2 separate regions of the Sus scrofa genome follow, and region 2 is linked to region 1. The links are chromatin contacts, called in public HiChIP or PLAC-seq maps. All regions are on one chromosome and are shown on one strand. Each heading gives the region's core, a stretch centred on a gene start, on an enhancer-like site or on the middle of the called end of the contact. The rest is flanking DNA. Distances are from core to core; before and after follow the strand shown. Region 1 overlaps RAPGEF4 (rap guanine nucleotide exchange factor 4). Region 2 overlaps MAP3K20 (mitogen-activated protein kinase kinase kinase MLT).

Region 1 (7,808 bases), core at 1,939-4,438:
CGTTTCCACTGCGTTATGATGGGAACGCCCCAATTCTTGTTTTAAAACAACTTCCCATATGACATGAAAGTGATTGACTTTTTTGTTTCCTTTCTTGGTGGCAAGGGAGCTATGCCTCTAGGGCTCAAGGGGGGAGATTCCCTTTGAGAGCCCACAGGAAATGTACAACAAGCCCCAAACCCTAGACACCTTCCTCTGGAAGCACCTGCTCCTCCCCAGGAGCCCAGCTCTCTCTCCTGGCTGCCCTGCACAGCCAGTCCTGGCCTTGCCATCTCTGGAACCCTCCCGTCACTGCTGCCAAGTCCCCCTCACCCTTCTCCTGTCCGTTAACACCTCCCAGCCAATGGGGAAGAATAATTTTGGCAAGCCAAGGAAAACGGAGCTTCCAAGCCCTCGCCAGCCTGTGGTAGATGGAAAGGATCCTATTATACAGCTTTTCTTAGTTACACAAATTGACCTTATGTGGGACATAAGTCCTCCTTAAGTTAGTACCTGAGGGTGCCATTCATTAGTCAGACATGCTTGTTTTAGCAGCACTAAAATGGGATCATAAACTTCTTAAAGTCATACAAGGACAGATAAAATTTCTGAAATGAGAACTTCAATTCAGCTCATCAGAAATTGGATTAATGCAGACAGTGAACAGAATAAAGGAGCCACTGTCACTTACCATTAAACTTTCAAACTCCGCATAGAACTTCTTGAACTTGCTTGGCAGTTTCTGTTAATGAAAGGAAAATGCCACACTCATATGTCAGATTCACTATCTCGATGTGTATCATTTCTAGGGGAAATATATTTCTTTGGGCTCTTAAACATCTCTAAGGCCCGGGCAAAATCTGTCTTATCATTTGAAGATAATCTCCTGGATAGATAATAACCTCGTCTTTTAAAAGTCTTAATAACCTAGTAGAACCGTGACTATGAATGCTTTGGTCTTACTGCTTTTATAATGTTTGTTGAACTCGATTATTCATAAAGAGGCGTGCATTCCCAGACTACAGGTGGTTTGGTGGTAACCCCCCCCCCCACCCCCGGTTTTAAACTCTGATTCCCACAGTTAGGAATTTAGACCAGAGAATGTTAGGATTAAAGGTTTTGGAAACTACTGAGTTCATCCCTTCTCCTCCTTTTCAGGGTAAGCTACAGGGGAACAGGGATTTTTTTTTTTTTTTTTTTTTATCGGTTTGTTCATTGCTAAACAATACACAATAAATATGTGACCAGATTCAACTTGTGTTTTAGAGGTGGAAGAAATGAAAGCTCACAGGTGACATGACATGCCAGAGTCACACAGCTGATGATGGTCGAGCCCCTGGAATACACATCACCTGCCTCCTTTCCCCTGCCTCTTACTTGCGCTATGCTTTTCTACACAAGCATTTCTTCCCCTAGGGTTTTTCTGCCTGGTTATAATGTAGAAATTGATAGTTCTTTCAGTTTAGTCATTTCTTTTCCTCCTTTCCTCCCCCTTCCCTCCCCTTCCTTCCTTCTTTTTGGTCTTTTTAGGTCAAACCCAAGCTAGGGGTTGAATCGGAGCTACAGCCTACCCCACAGCCACAGCAACACCAGATCTGAGCCGCCTCTCCAACCTGCACCACAGCTCACGGCATTGTTGGATCCTTAACCTACTGAACAAGGTCGGGGATGGACCCCGCATCCTCATGGATACCAGTTGGGTTCATTACCGCTGAGCCTCAATGGGAACGCCTCGGTTTAGTGATTCCACACCACTGACTGTCCCCTTACATCTCCACCAGGAGGTCAGCGATGAATCACCTTTCAATCCTATTGGTTCTTACTTCGCTTAGGTCCTGAGCTTGTCGTAAACTTGAACTTTTTGCTTCTGACAGAGCCACACCAAGACAGAGCAGCGTGATATGTTTCCCATCCCAAGACCCTGGAAGTGCTGTCCAAGCTCTGGGCCTCCGGACGCCCGGCTCAGCTCTGCTTCTCACACCAAAGTCTGCTGTCCCTGCTGACTCACCAATCAGACTTCTGCCATCCACCAAACAGTCCTCTCCCTTCTCTGAATGGGTCTGTCATATCCCCCTTGGAATGCTGTGAGACGTTTTCTTTTGTTTCTGGGAACTGGTCTCCTCATCATCTCTAAACTCACTGTCCTACCACCTCTCTGGGTCTCAGGGAAACCCGGTCTCCTTGCTTGAGGGGAAAGGGCAAAGGGAGGCAGGCTGGGATGGGTGCCACGGGATGCAGGGGTCTCATGCCCCATGGAGTGTCCAAACCACCACGCTAGGTGGTGACTTTCTGGGAACACAGACCACTTTAAAAGTGAGGAGCGAATGACATTTTTGGTTGGGTCTCTCATTCTTTCCTTAGCTGGCTTTTGGGTCAAAGGCAGGAGAGCCTATAGTATAACATGGTCTTAAGACTATTATCTATCCGCACCCCATGCTCCCAGAGCAGGGGTCCTCCACTGGGGGCAATTTTGCAACCCCCGCCCCCCCACCACCTGGGGATGTTTGGTTATATCTGCAGACATTTATTGCCCAGATCAGGGTGGGTGGGGTGAGAGGTGCTCTTGGTCTATAGTAGGCGGAGGCCAGGGATGCTGCTAAGCCTCCCATGTGGCTCAGAACAGCCCCTCCCCCCCCAACAAAGAGGGCTCCTGCCCAACATGTCAACACCGTCAAGGCCAAGAAACTTGGCTCCGAGGTCTCACTCCCTCTGGCATTCTCTCAAATGGGTCTTTCCCCTCCATGTCCAGCCATTCCCTTTGCCACGTGGCTTCCCTCTGTTTTCCGTTTTGTTCATTGACTGTCTCACACGTGTTCTCTGCTTCCCAGAGGGCAGGCCCCATTTCTCACGCTGCTCCTGCTGCCATCCTGCCACTCACTCGACTCGTGCGAGAAGCACGTGGGAGGGGCTCGGCCAGGACAGGTAGATACACCAAAGCAAAGATGCTTATGAAGGACAGCGCTTCCTACAGATGATTCAGTTACATTTTGCCTCTAGAGATAAAGGCTTATAGGTGATGAAAGGGGACTCTCCTCCTTTCAGCAACACGCAAGGATGGAAACACAAGCTCCCAGGCCCAAGTGCTCCTCCTTCCTCCTCCCTGAGGAATGAAGGGCTGGCCAGAGAACTCTTTCCCTCCCCCAGGCAGCCTCCGGGTTTTTCTCTTTCGGCCAGGAAAGGGGACTCTGGGAGCGCTCCCCCATGCTACGGCCTTAATGTCTGGCTGCTTCCTGGACCCCATGAGGTTTTATACCTTCTTTGTTCTTCCCAACCAAACCCTGTGGATTCAGCGAGAGGGTTAAAAGCTGAAACCAGGTTGGGGAAAGCAGACTCTTTGAGAGGGAACCTCGGTCTCCTAAGATTCCAAGAGCCGTGGGCTCCAAGAAGGGGAGGCTGCCCCCTGGCCTCATGGCTTAGATTTTATTGGCAGCGGCAGCTTTTTCTAGCTGGAAGATGACCCAGCCACGTGGCATGCAGGCCTCACCCGTTCCCTCATTCCTATATTCAGGGGATGAGCTGCTGTGTGCTGCATCTGCCTGGAATCTTCAGAGAAACCCAAGACAGAAGGACGTGTGAGGACCTGTCCTGTCAACAGTGCAAACACTGAGGAGGAACAGGGAAAAAAAACAATTTCAAGAGGGAAGCCGGAAGGACCTATTTCAAGGAAAACATTGGGAGAAGCAAACAGCTGCCTTTGGTGGCTTTTTAAAGCATCACTGCAAATGAAGTCTCTGTTACCTCCTCCCTGCCCTCTTTTTGTGTCCCACTTACACATACTTTTTTATTTTTAGTACGAGTCTATTTTGGTGTGTATGTTCTATTAGAGATTAGTATTTCTTTGACTATAGACCGCATGTAAGGGGTCAGGCATAGTTTGAGTACTTAGCTAATGGAAAATAAGGATGTTCTCTAGCACAAATAACCAACTAGCCACAAACCACTAATATTGGCTACAGAAATTCACAACACACCTGCATAACTTCAGCACCAAAGCGAATTCTAACCAACTCTTGTTCCTCTCTCCATACACAGAGAGGTCTGAAAGGTGGTTAAGAGATACTTGGTATGGGTACTGAGCTGGGCCACACAGTCGGCCTGCTGGCTTATTCTCCCAGGAGCAAAGTGACTACCTGGATACAAAGGGATCTTCTGTCCTCGCTTAATTACCGATAAGGCTTCTTTCAACAGCAAGAAGAAGACCTTCCAGAGAACAGCAGGACGTATAAGCAAAACCTCTGAAGTCATCCAAGCAACGCTGTTGATTCTCAGCTTATTTTTATTTACATCTTATTTACCAAGAAGCTAAGACCTCCCCCCCCCCCCAAGACACCAAAGGACAATACCTTTTACAATTCACATGCTGAGGCAAAAGGAGACAGGTCACCTCCCTCCAAGTGTCCCACCTTTCCCACTGCTGTACAAGTGTATGCTATTTCTATTAAAGCACCCCAGTGAGCCTCTGTTTTTAATTCTTAAGGCAAAAGTCACAGCTGGATCGCAGCGGAAGCTTACCTCCCACGTTAGTGCCAAGCGGCTCACAGCAACATTACTTAGTCCCATGACGATGGCAAAAAAGGAATTCAGATTTTTGTACTCCTTACAGCTGAAACACAAGAGGCACATGTTGGGAGAAAATGTCACTTTTGAGTGAGATAAAAAAAAAAATTAGGGTTCTATTTTCTGATGGTCATTAATATTCGTCAGGACTCTCTTACGAGAACAGGCAATGATAGATTTAATGCATTATAAAAGTTTCCACTTGGGTGACCGTGTTCTGCTGTTTGATTTCTCATCGCAGTTTTAGAAAGGTGATGGTATTGGCCGTCGGTGCAGGTTTTGAGAAGGAAATTTAAAGACACCGACCTGGGGGATTGTTACTGTAACCCCAAAGCGATAAAACCTTGTTGGACTTGGAAGGAAACATCTCAGGGGATCTGAAGAGAGGAAGCAAAATGTCCTTGGAGGCTTTCAGACTTCCAGCCTGAAACTGGACACCCCAGGCTCTGGCAGCCTGAGGGAACCAAGGAGATCACACTGAACTTCCACCTGCCATGCAAATGCTTCTAATTTGTTGAACAAATATCACTGTACAAATCATGACCCGTATACAGCTAGTAACCTCAACAGCTGACCCCCAATAACGTTACCCGCTCTGTGTTTTAGCAGTGTTGATGAAGCTGATCATTTTGAACCTGTATTTTGGCCACTCTTTGCTTTTATGGATATATATTTGGGAATAAGAATATTGTGGGACAAGACCAAAGGTTCTTAATTAGAATGAAATGTTTAGCCCAGGTAAATGCAAAAAAAAAAAAAAAAAAGAATCTTCAACTTCTTCATACCAGCTTCTTGCAACGGGAAAGAAGAATTCATTTTGCAACGAGTGCAAATCCTTTACCACAAATCAATATGATTATCTAAGTTGACTACATCATAATTAAATCTTGTCTGGATTAGCATTTTTGCAAAAGGCTAATTGTTGCATTTGCTGCTTGTGTTCTCCTCGCAGAGGCAGCAGTGAGTGATCCTTACATGGGCTGTGTGGAAATGGGAAAACGGATTTAGAGAAGCTATGGAGCATCTCCTGCACCGGTGAGGAAGCAAGCGGGGACCTCACTCTCTGCAGGGTGGTAGCTCTCAAGTCAGGGGCTGAGGGCAATTTCAGAGCCCCTGGGCTGTAGCCAGTGAGTGGTCAGGACACATTTGTGTCTGTCCTTTGGGTGTGATCATGAAAGGCCACAGCCCTGCCTTTCTGCTCACGGCTCTGGTCACGGCTATCAAGTAAATAACTTTTATCACCCTAGGTAAGTCAGGACATCTTTATGCCTCAGTCTTCTCACCTGTAAAAAGTGAGGACCACATTTGGACCCCCAACTTCTCAACGTTCTGGGCAGGTCAAAGAGCTTCAATGGAATATATTGAGGTTCTCTAAAAATATCACACAAAACACGCGAACTGCCGCTAGGTTTAGAGGTCATTCCTGTAGATCCTGCTTTCTGAGTCTACAATCTTTTCCAGCTGGGTTGTGTAAAGAGTTCCACTGCAGGACAGCGCAGCTTAAATAATGGTTAAATAACATAAACCAATATATTCTGACGGCCACATCCACCCATAATCAGAAGGAAGAGAGCTAAGAAAGGCAAAAACATTAGAAAAAAATTCCTGTATGTTTGAAAGGCTCTCCTTGGTTGCTCTATAAAATTGCAAGACTGGGTCCCCAAAGCCTCTCTGATCTCCACGTCCTTGTGCAGACTTCATCTCTGCTCCCCTTGTTGCACTTAGCACCGCCAGGGGAGGGGACAGTGTACTTCTTGTAATGGGGAAGACAGACTATCACAACGTCCATACACGCCAAGGCATTTGTCCCTTGCAACAAGCCCGTTAGGCTCCTGGGGAAAGGAGCTCAACTAGAAATGCAGAAGCAACACTTTACCAAACCTTTCTTTGAAAAGGCAGCTCTTCCAAATTAAGAGATGCCAGCATTTAAATCGGAGGGATTTGGATCTTCTGTCGAACCCCCAAACTTTTGGCAGGATAACTCAAGGCTTTTGGCAAGCTGATATGTGTAAGACGTCAAGCGGTGTTTGCTTCTTTGTTTAGCTCTGGAGCTCAGACTCTGTATGAGATCTAAACTATTTGGCTCAGGAAAGCTGCCTAACTGGGGTCACTTGTGCTCCCCACCTTCCTGGGCTGGAGCTCCGTGCATTTAGAAAGGAAAGAAGTCTCCCAGCCACAAGCCACATTTAGCCTTTTATTTTTAGCATTGTGGTGATACCCAAAACATGGAAGTAAACAGGAGGTTGTCAGGCATATCTAAATAGCAAGAGAAGATTACATTCATGTCAGGGAGAAATCTAACTGGCCCCTGTGGTAAATAAATTGTTTCCCATGAAGTGCTGTTAAATAGAATGTTTGTAAGATGCTTGCTTTTTCCGATGTTTTTGGAGATGATTTCCGTGAACCAGGTTAGCTTGCCTTTATGCATTTTACTGATTTTTATCCTGGCTGAGTCGGATGCCCTGCCACATGCATGTTCCTACTGCCCTCTACTGGCGAGAACGTGTCATGTTCGACCTCGACTCGCCCAGCCTTTTAAAACAAACTTTGTACAGCAGAACTTTGCCAAAAGACTCATTTAAACTGAAGGAGGCACAAAGTCTGACTAGTTCAGAACAAAAAGAGGTCACAAGTTTAACTTGAGCATCAGTGCTCTAAGATGTTAATTTACATACTGGTGGCGTTCCTGTGGCTCAGTAGAAACCAATCTGACTAGTATCCGTGAGGATGCGGGTTCAATCCCTGGCCTTGCTCAGCGGGTTAAGGATCTGGCACTGCTGTGAGGTGTGGTGTAGGTCGAAGACGTGGCTCGGATCCTATGTTGCTGTGGCCGAGGTGTAGGCCAGCAGCTGTAGCTCTGATTCAACCCCTAGCCTGGGAAACTCCGTATGCCTAGAGTGCAGCCCTAAAAAGACAAAAACATTTACACATTGATGTCAAAAGCTAGACAGAACACCTGTTTCACAAGAGTTCAGCGCTTCTTAAGCCCCTGAGGTTGGTCCCGGTGCATGAGGAGATTTTATCTCTCACTTTTCTCTTTAAGGTGTAATCTAAGGGGACAGAATGAAAATTCAGCTCAAACATTTTTCTCTCTCCAAGCTGATACTTACTGGGCCGCTATCTTAATGAATTTTTTTAAGAGCTGAACACGCTTGCTGGGCTGGGAACAAAGGCAAATCTCAGTGACAACCCAAAACTGAATTTCATTAAACCTCCTCAGGAACAAATCCAAGTTCGCTGTGGTCTTTTTAAAATGATGCCTTCCAAATGTG
Region 2 (7,808 bases), core at 1,905-4,404, 260 kb before region 1:
CATGGGGATGACGCCAAGGGAAAGGTGCCGGGTTCAGTCTGAGACGCGCTGCGGCAGGATTCTTGCGCGAGGCTTGCAAAGATCAGTGAGCGGAAGGCTGGAGCCAGGCACTGCTTCAACACGGTTTGAATGTGGCAGGACAGGGGAGAAGAGTTAATGATCTCCAGCCACAGAGCGGCTTCCCATATCCTTTATGTTAGCTGTACCTTGTTAACATATCAGTGTATGGGCTGTAGGGTGACTTCTAAGCCTTTCTGTCTCTCTTTGGGGATTAAAAAAAAAAAACACAACAAAAAAACCCACCTTGTGACTGCCCCATCACTTTACAAATTCATTATTTACACTCCAATTGATTTCAGGAGAGAAGCGCCCACACTCATGGGCACGCGTGTGACAACGATTCCTTCAAAGCGTGTTGGGAATCCGATTTAACAAAGCTCTGATGTACACAGCAACACATAACGAAGGGATTTACTGTCAAAACGTTTATTGCAAAATGGAGTCTTAAAACAAAGGAAAGCAAAGAGAAGTTCACATCAAGGTAAAATGTATGACACCAACTTGGATTTCTGGATACATTGTGGACTTTGGGCTGGAATATCAAATTCCAACCATGAAGTCAGTAACTCAGTAGTCTTACCACACATAAGTAAAATTTTAATCTTCCATACAAACACGATACAAGATTTTTGGCATAGGACTTGCTCAGAATAACATTGCTATAGAATAATTGAGAAAACCATTTTTTTTTAAACAATAAAGTGATAACGCCATCTATTCAAAGCTCACACTCAAAGAATATAAATAATTTCTATCATTTAGTACAAAATCTTTAAAACAGTGCAAAAGCAATATGTGCAGTGTATAGAGTATCTGACATTAAAAGATCTGTTATTCTGCACATGATATAAAATAGTTAATGTAGGTGCACGAAACTCTAGGTTTGAAGTAAATAATCCCACACCAGAAAGCTCCTCACAGGCTATGGAGCGCAAACTAAGCTGGAGGCCGAGGAAACGGGGCTAGTCCCCCAGGTGTCCTGGTGGACACTTGTTTCTGATCAGGGAAGCCACATCCAGGGCTAGCAGGCTATGCCACCACTGAAAGAACAGAACCAATGCTTCTCCCTGGCAACGCTTAATATAAACAGGAAAACAGTCTTACCCCAAAGCAGCAAAAGGCACCTGATTATAGAAAAATTATGCTCTATGATGCATGTGGCAGAGTGACACTCTGCTAGTTTCAAAGGCAGCAACAAGTCTAGTGTATCAAAAAAAAAATTAAAAAAGGATCGAGATTTAACTCAGAATGTTTTAAAATTACCTTTCATGAAATTCTGACCACTCCAATGGAGACTCCGAAAAATTCAGTTGTGTACATTGTAGCGCCATGAGACATCATTTCTGATCTCTTCTAAACTGCGCGCCCCACCCCAATTCCTCGGTTTTCCCTGGGATCAAGTTGGAATTCCCCAAGTGGTCGTAAAGGCTAACAGACCCACTGCATATTAGGATCATTGGCTGAAAACATAAATAAATAAAACTACTGGCTGAAAATGGACCCTCAACATCTCCAGAGCATTGAAAACAAGTGTGCTCTGTGCCTCCCACCTCTTCCCATTGCTTATTTATGCAAAATATTAAAATGTGATCTTGCTTACATCAAAAGACTGTTCAGAAACGGGTCCTTTTAAATTATCCTGCCTACTTTGCAGAATTATAGGTACTTCAGTGATATTTTTAAAAATTTATAGTGGAATCAGGGCAAAGAGAGAGTGACATCCTCCCCTCTCCCGCTAAATTGAGCTGTTTGATCAAGTTTCCACCAGTGTGCTTAAGGGGAAAAAAACCATTTCCACAAGAGAGGCCTTAAGATAAGTGGCACAAATCTACCAAATTCAGAATGTGTAAGTGGCTGTAATTCTGCAAATGCATCTTTTGACTTGGGTAAGTTCATGTCGGGGAGAAAAAGTAAGATGTGGAATTCTAAAACTGCCAGGTTTAGCTAAGTTTCTCAGTGGAGGAAGGGACGATCCTATGGGTATTTTGGATGGAATTCTTTATAGGGTGGGACTGTCCCTGGGCCAAGGGATGTTACCACTTTGGACACTGGGCACTAAATGTACCCCCAGTCACGTGACAACCAAAACTATGCCCTAGCATCACCAACCACCATTTGGTGACAGCACTATTGTGGTTGAGAACCACCAAGAGGGTGTCATCAAGTTCTACATGATCAACTTTATGAGTAAAGGAGAAAAGATGGAAGAGTAGTTACAGTTTCAGTTGTATGGCTCCGATAATATTTACCACAATTTAGAGTCTCAATTCTCATTATGAATGTGTTTCTTTAACTCTTCACTTTATAAATGTACATTTTTGTGAGTCAAGTCATTGGAAATACATCCACCACCAATAATCTGCCCTTTCAAAAACTGAGCTGAAAAAATGAATTAAAAGCTGCACAATTAACATGATTAGACATTCTGTACATGGATAATATGTATTTCTTTTTAAAATTAATAAGGCTAATAATATAGTCGGAAGTCTTTTAAATCATCTTCACAGACAGAGTGAGACCGTTTTAAGATTCTGCTCATGACTCAGAATGCAGGAGTGTTCCGAACCCTAGAAAGACATTTTGATTTGGAAGAGAAAGTAAAACAGACCAGGCCATATGGTAATTATCTGGAGCCCAGTTCTAGGCAGAGAACATTTCAAGCTTTTCACTGAGGTTATCAAATCTGCTGTATCTGAAGGCTCTGCAGTTTCCTGATGGTAGGGTATTGAGCTCTGATCATCTCTGGAATATCAGTTAGGAAAATAGCAGCAGTTGAGAGATTAGAGAATTACTACTTGAAATGACAGTAAACCTTGGGCTTGGCTATTACCTTTCTCTTTTGGCCCTCTTTGGCTGCTTTCATGTTTTTAAGGCACCAAAACCTTAGGTATAATCATGGTAGATTTAATTATTATAAATTTTTATTTCATGTACTTTTTAAAAAAAAATCCACCCCATGCATTTCGTATGTTCTAAATTTATTGCTGGTTACTCTCAAATGAGAGCCAGGGCACACATTCTCACACAAGGCACACAGATCCCAAAATTAGCCCATAGAAATTCCATTAGCAGTGAGGCCTTTCCTGACCACACCTTAAAGTTCACAGCACAGCATGGACCTCATCCTCCCTCCCCGCTGGTTTCCCCACGTGCCCTTATCCAGTGTTACTGTATGATGCATTTGGTCTGTTTATTGTCCATCTCCGCTCCCTAGCATGGAAGCTCCATGAGTGTAAAGATTTTCATCTAGCTGCTCCCTAGAATGGTAATGGGGACAGAGGAGGGGCTCAATGAGTACTGGTGGGATGGCTGACTTGACCTTGGCCTGAACAGATGAGATACAAGAGGCTTTGAACCATCTGGTCTTTGGTGCTCTTTCAGGTTGCATGGCTGCAGAGCCCCATGGCATGCTGGGAAGGCAAGAGCCGAAGGCCATCCCTTCTGCTTCACTCCGAGATCTTCTGTTTGAGTGGCTCAGCTTGAATCAGGCCAGACTCCTCTAGGTCTGAGCACCGACAGGATGCCTATTTATGTTTGCACCTGTTTGTCATCAGCACTATATTGTGGTGTGTATGTATCTATGTTTGCATAGACACAAGAAAAATATCCGATTGGGTATGAGAGGAACCCATCTTCTAGGCAGAGTGTTTTTCTGGACCATGGGTGGTGGCAAGGCTGGCAAATACTTCAGACTAAGCAAACCTTGCCACTAGCATGGTCTTCACAGAATGACAGAATAGATCTGCTTATATAGCTTCCATTCTAAAGATGTTCTCTTCATCTTTCCTGAGAGCTATTCACTTTAATTTTCACTCTATCCTACCCAACAAATAGCACTTGAAATTGATAGTTTAGTTTTCCAGGTTATGGAAACCACTTATTTCCCAGTGTATTTTCCCTGGCATAGTTAAGAGTAGCTAACACTAGCTGACCACTTACCATGGGCCTGGTACTGTGTTAAATGCTTAACATGTATCATTTCACTTAATCCTCACAAGAATCCTTTGAAGTAGGTAGTATTATCATTCTCATGTTCAAGATGAGCAAAGGGACACAAAAGTTAAATAACTTGCTCAAGATTGCACGGCAATTGTGAATCATGCTCTGACTTCAGATCCTTCTCTTTATCACTATTCAATATAGACTGGTCTACATTTCACACCCAGAATATTTTATAAGTTATTTTTCTCCAAATAAAGCTGGCACGGTGTAGTGACCATTTTATGGTATTTTTTGCCCTTAACAGGGTTGGAAGCATGTCATGCTTCAAATTCTAAGAAGTTTTTATGATCAAATAAACTTGGAAATAGTATTAGATAATGTCAGTGATGATACTCTTTCTTAAATCTTCTGTAAAAAGAACCACCAAAAGTACTTTGGTTTAACAGTCAAATGAATGGCACTGCTTTCTAATTTAGGGTAGAAAAAAGTCTTTGTTCTTTTGCCTTTCTGTATACATATAACTACAAGTGTTTTATAGTTTAAACAAGCTCTGACAAATCTGTGATAACATTCTGAGGATATCTCTCTGGCTAGCTAGGTTTTCAGAGCAGCACCTACATTCACTTCTCTTTCACACCAGCGTGGCTGAGTCAGGGTTAAAAAAAAAGACACGCCTGGAAGGCCAGATCTAATATAAAAGGGACCCTTCATCCTGTACTTGTGCCTAAGTAAGGATAGCTTATCTAGGTTAGACTCGGCTGTAGCTGCTGGCCTACTCCACAGCCACAACAATGCCAGATCAGAGCTGAGTCTGTGACCTACACCACAGCTCATGGCAATGCCAGATCCTTAACCCACTGGGCGAGGCCAGGGATTGAATCTGCGTCCTCATGGATGCTAGTCAGATTCGTTTCTGCTGAGCCAGGATGGGAACTCCTATCTTTACATGTATTTAGAATCCAGGATTCTCATGCCCCTCTGGACAACAAACACACATACATATACCCTTCCTGCCCTGTATTAACACTCACACTGCCTGGGAGTATACCTTTAAGACCATATATTTCTCTTTGTATAAAGTATAAGCTAAGCCTTAGGTGAAGTTTGTCGTGAAGAAGCTTCTAGGGCGAGCATTGGTATGAAAGCCTTCAACATCTGTTGTTTGTTTCAAATGAGAGTATTTCTCCTGTAAATGCACTTTTTGAGAACAACTCTTGAGTTTTACTTTCAGTAGTTGTGCTATTATGTATTAAAAATACACTTAGCACTTAGGTATTTCTAAAGAAGTTTTGCTATAACCGCCTTTCATTTCAGTATTTTTGTTGGGTTTTGTAGCCACAATCTTCTCTGACAGTGTGGTACATTGCCATTAAAAAAAAAAAAAAAAGTAGTGTCTTACAAGAAAACCCAAAGTCAAAGAAGAATTAGGAGTTGAGTCCTTGTTCAAAATCTACATATTTTTTTAAAGCAACTGAAGATTGCTCAAATGAAATTAAGTCAAATGAAATCAAACACAAACTATATTCATTAAAAAAAAAGCCAGAAATGTCATTAGTTAAAAAACACGATATTGCATATAGAATCACAAATTTCTATAATCAGGCACCACATTTGCTGATTCATGAACTAGACCTTTTGGGTTTACTTCCCTTCCCCCCTTTTACTATAAGCAAAGACAAATCAAAAGTAAAATCGTAAAGAAATGACTGTTGTATAAATGTGATTGGCCTAAAAATGCAGTGCTTGGGTTTCTACCTCCTTACTGGTTTTTGTACAGACTGAGATAACAAGTTCCTTTTGTTTTCCCAAACATTTTCAATTGTATTACTTTGCTTTGTGCTTTCATTCACTATTATTATCCACGTCATTATCCTCATCACCATCCTCATCCTCATCATCGTCATCGTCATCGTCACCTTCTGACAAGTCAAAATCACTGAACCCCAGGGCCATGTTGACCTTCTTCCCCCTTCTCTTAGATGTGGTTTTGGAAGAATTCTGCTTGGCTTGCATGTTTATCTGCATCCCAGAATGCAGCACAGCTCCTGCTTTGTTCATTGAGAAGATATCCCCAAAGCCCATCAGCATCATGGCCTGCAGACTTTGGTTCATGCCATGGCCCTCCCCGTTACTCGTTGCTGTGATCTGACATGACATCTCTGCACTGTTTGACTCCTCTGTCTTAGATTCAAAGTAAGACTCCTCAGACATTCTTGCAGCAAGAGGCAAGAGAAGCTATCACGAGGGAAGAAAGGACAGAAGTAAAAAGAGAAATTAGGACCAATTTAAATCAAGGAAACTAGATACCACAAAATTAGTGGGTGCGGCACAGAAGGTAAGTGATTAGTGAAACAAACGAATGTAGGGAATTATGTGAGAATTTATTTAATGGCGGGTTTTGGCTCCAGCGTGGTTACCATAATTCAAAAATGACAGGGTAAATCACAACCAAAAGTTTGCAAAGCACCACAGCAAGCCGAATTTCAACTAGGAAGGCGGTTGTACGTTTTAAGCCCTCATTTTGCTTAAACAAGGTCATTTTTAGAATTTCTTTTAATTTTTTCAATTACATTTTCATATGAGAATGCTTAGTTAAATTAACTATTACATTGAAAAAGAAAATAATTAAAGATTTAATCTCGCTTAAAAAAAAAAATCAAGAAACCTTGTACCCAAGAAGCAAAGCACAAAACCAATCAGCAGTCATATGGTTCTAGGGAGATTCGGGTCATTAGCTACCTTTTTAGCTAGATTATCTGACTATAAACTAAAAATGAGTGTAGAATTCACTTGCCTCCATTTACTATTTATTAAGCCAAATATGATAGAAGCTAGTTATTCAATTTAGGAAACAATACACTTGTGAACACATTCCAGATCGTCTCTAACATTCAAGTTATAAACAAGTATGTAAATATATGTGAAAATTGAGGGGAAAAGAGACCTGTATTAATTTAGATTGTTACCTCTGTTTCTATTCTCTACACGTTTCCTTCTTTTAACAGTTTTAGTTGTTTTTCTTTTTCTTTTTTTCCTTTCTTTCTGGGAGTCTCCTTCTTATAGTGGATACACTTGTTTTCAATCATACATTATGATTTTAAACAGCCATCCATTGCCATAAATGTTGTTATCATACACGTTTCAGTGGTAAAACTGGCAGGATCTGAAAGTGTTACTGCCTCTTCTTTTGAGAAATAAGCAAATTAAGGTTAACTTTTTTTTTTTTTTGTCTTTTGTCTTTTTGTCTTTTGTTGTTGTTGCTATTTTTTGGGCCGCTCCCGCGGCATATGGAGGTTCCCAGGCTAGGGGTCAAATCGGAGCTGTAGCCACCGGCCTACGCCAGAGGCACAGCAACGCGGGATCCGAGCCGAGTCTGCAACCTACACCACAGCTCACGGCAACGCCGGATCGTTAACCCACTGAGCAAGGGCAGGGACCGAACCCGCAACCTCATGGTTCCTAGTCGGATTCGTTAACCACTGCGCCACGACGGGAACTCCAGGTTAACGTTTTGATGCCATTTAAATAAGGGTAAATTTATGATAAACAGTGTACAAATAGTATGTTATTATATTGTCAGGGATGACCTTTACATTCTGTGTGTAAAAGTACTTTTTAGGGTCAATTTCCTAATTTTTATTTATTTATTTTTTTGGTCTTTTTGTCTTTTTAGGGCCACCTGTGGCATATGGAGATTCCCAGGCTAGAGGTCCAATCAGAGCTGCAGCCACCAGCCTACACCACAGTCACAGCAATAAGGGATCTGAGCCGCATCTGCGACCTGCACCACAGCTCACAGCAACACC

The links. HiChIP or PLAC-seq counts read pairs in DNA pulled down with a chosen protein or histone mark.
Region 2: a contact with region 1 is called in an H3K27ac HiChIP or PLAC-seq map of skeletal muscle, with 4 times the contacts expected there. The contact joins two enhancer-like sites. A contact is called at or near these places in 2 of 47 Hi-C or Micro-C datasets (alveolar macrophages and embryonic fibroblasts) and 2 of 2 datasets of contacts at active chromatin or transcription factors (alveolar macrophages and skeletal muscle).

Annotation. Positions count from the first base shown.
Region 1 is chr15:79,066,596-79,074,403 of Sscrofa11.1, reverse strand. RAPGEF4 (rap guanine nucleotide exchange factor 4) reads right to left here. Exons shown (of 31, transcript XM_021075197.1): 25 at 7,647-7,808; 26 at 4,492-4,582; 27 at 671-721. Among named protein-coding and RNA genes, the nearest start is that of MAP3K20, 100 kb to the left of the region's middle. Within about 2 kb of position 3,188, at least 8 of the 83 cell types and tissues checked have an H3K27ac peak or open chromatin away from gene starts, as enhancers often do. A contact at or near this core is called in skeletal muscle, where this site is marked.
Region 2 is chr15:79,324,382-79,332,189 of Sscrofa11.1, reverse strand. All of the region lies in intron 11 of MAP3K20 (mitogen-activated protein kinase kinase kinase MLT), which reads right to left. LOC106508121 (a long non-coding RNA gene) reads left to right here. Exons shown (of 3, transcript XR_001304693.2): 3 at 1-5,389. Among named protein-coding and RNA genes, the nearest start is that of MIR9826, 67 kb to the left of the region's middle. Within about 2 kb of position 3,154, at least 1 of the 83 cell types and tissues checked has an H3K27ac peak or open chromatin away from gene starts, as enhancers often do. A contact at or near this core is called in skeletal muscle, where this site is marked.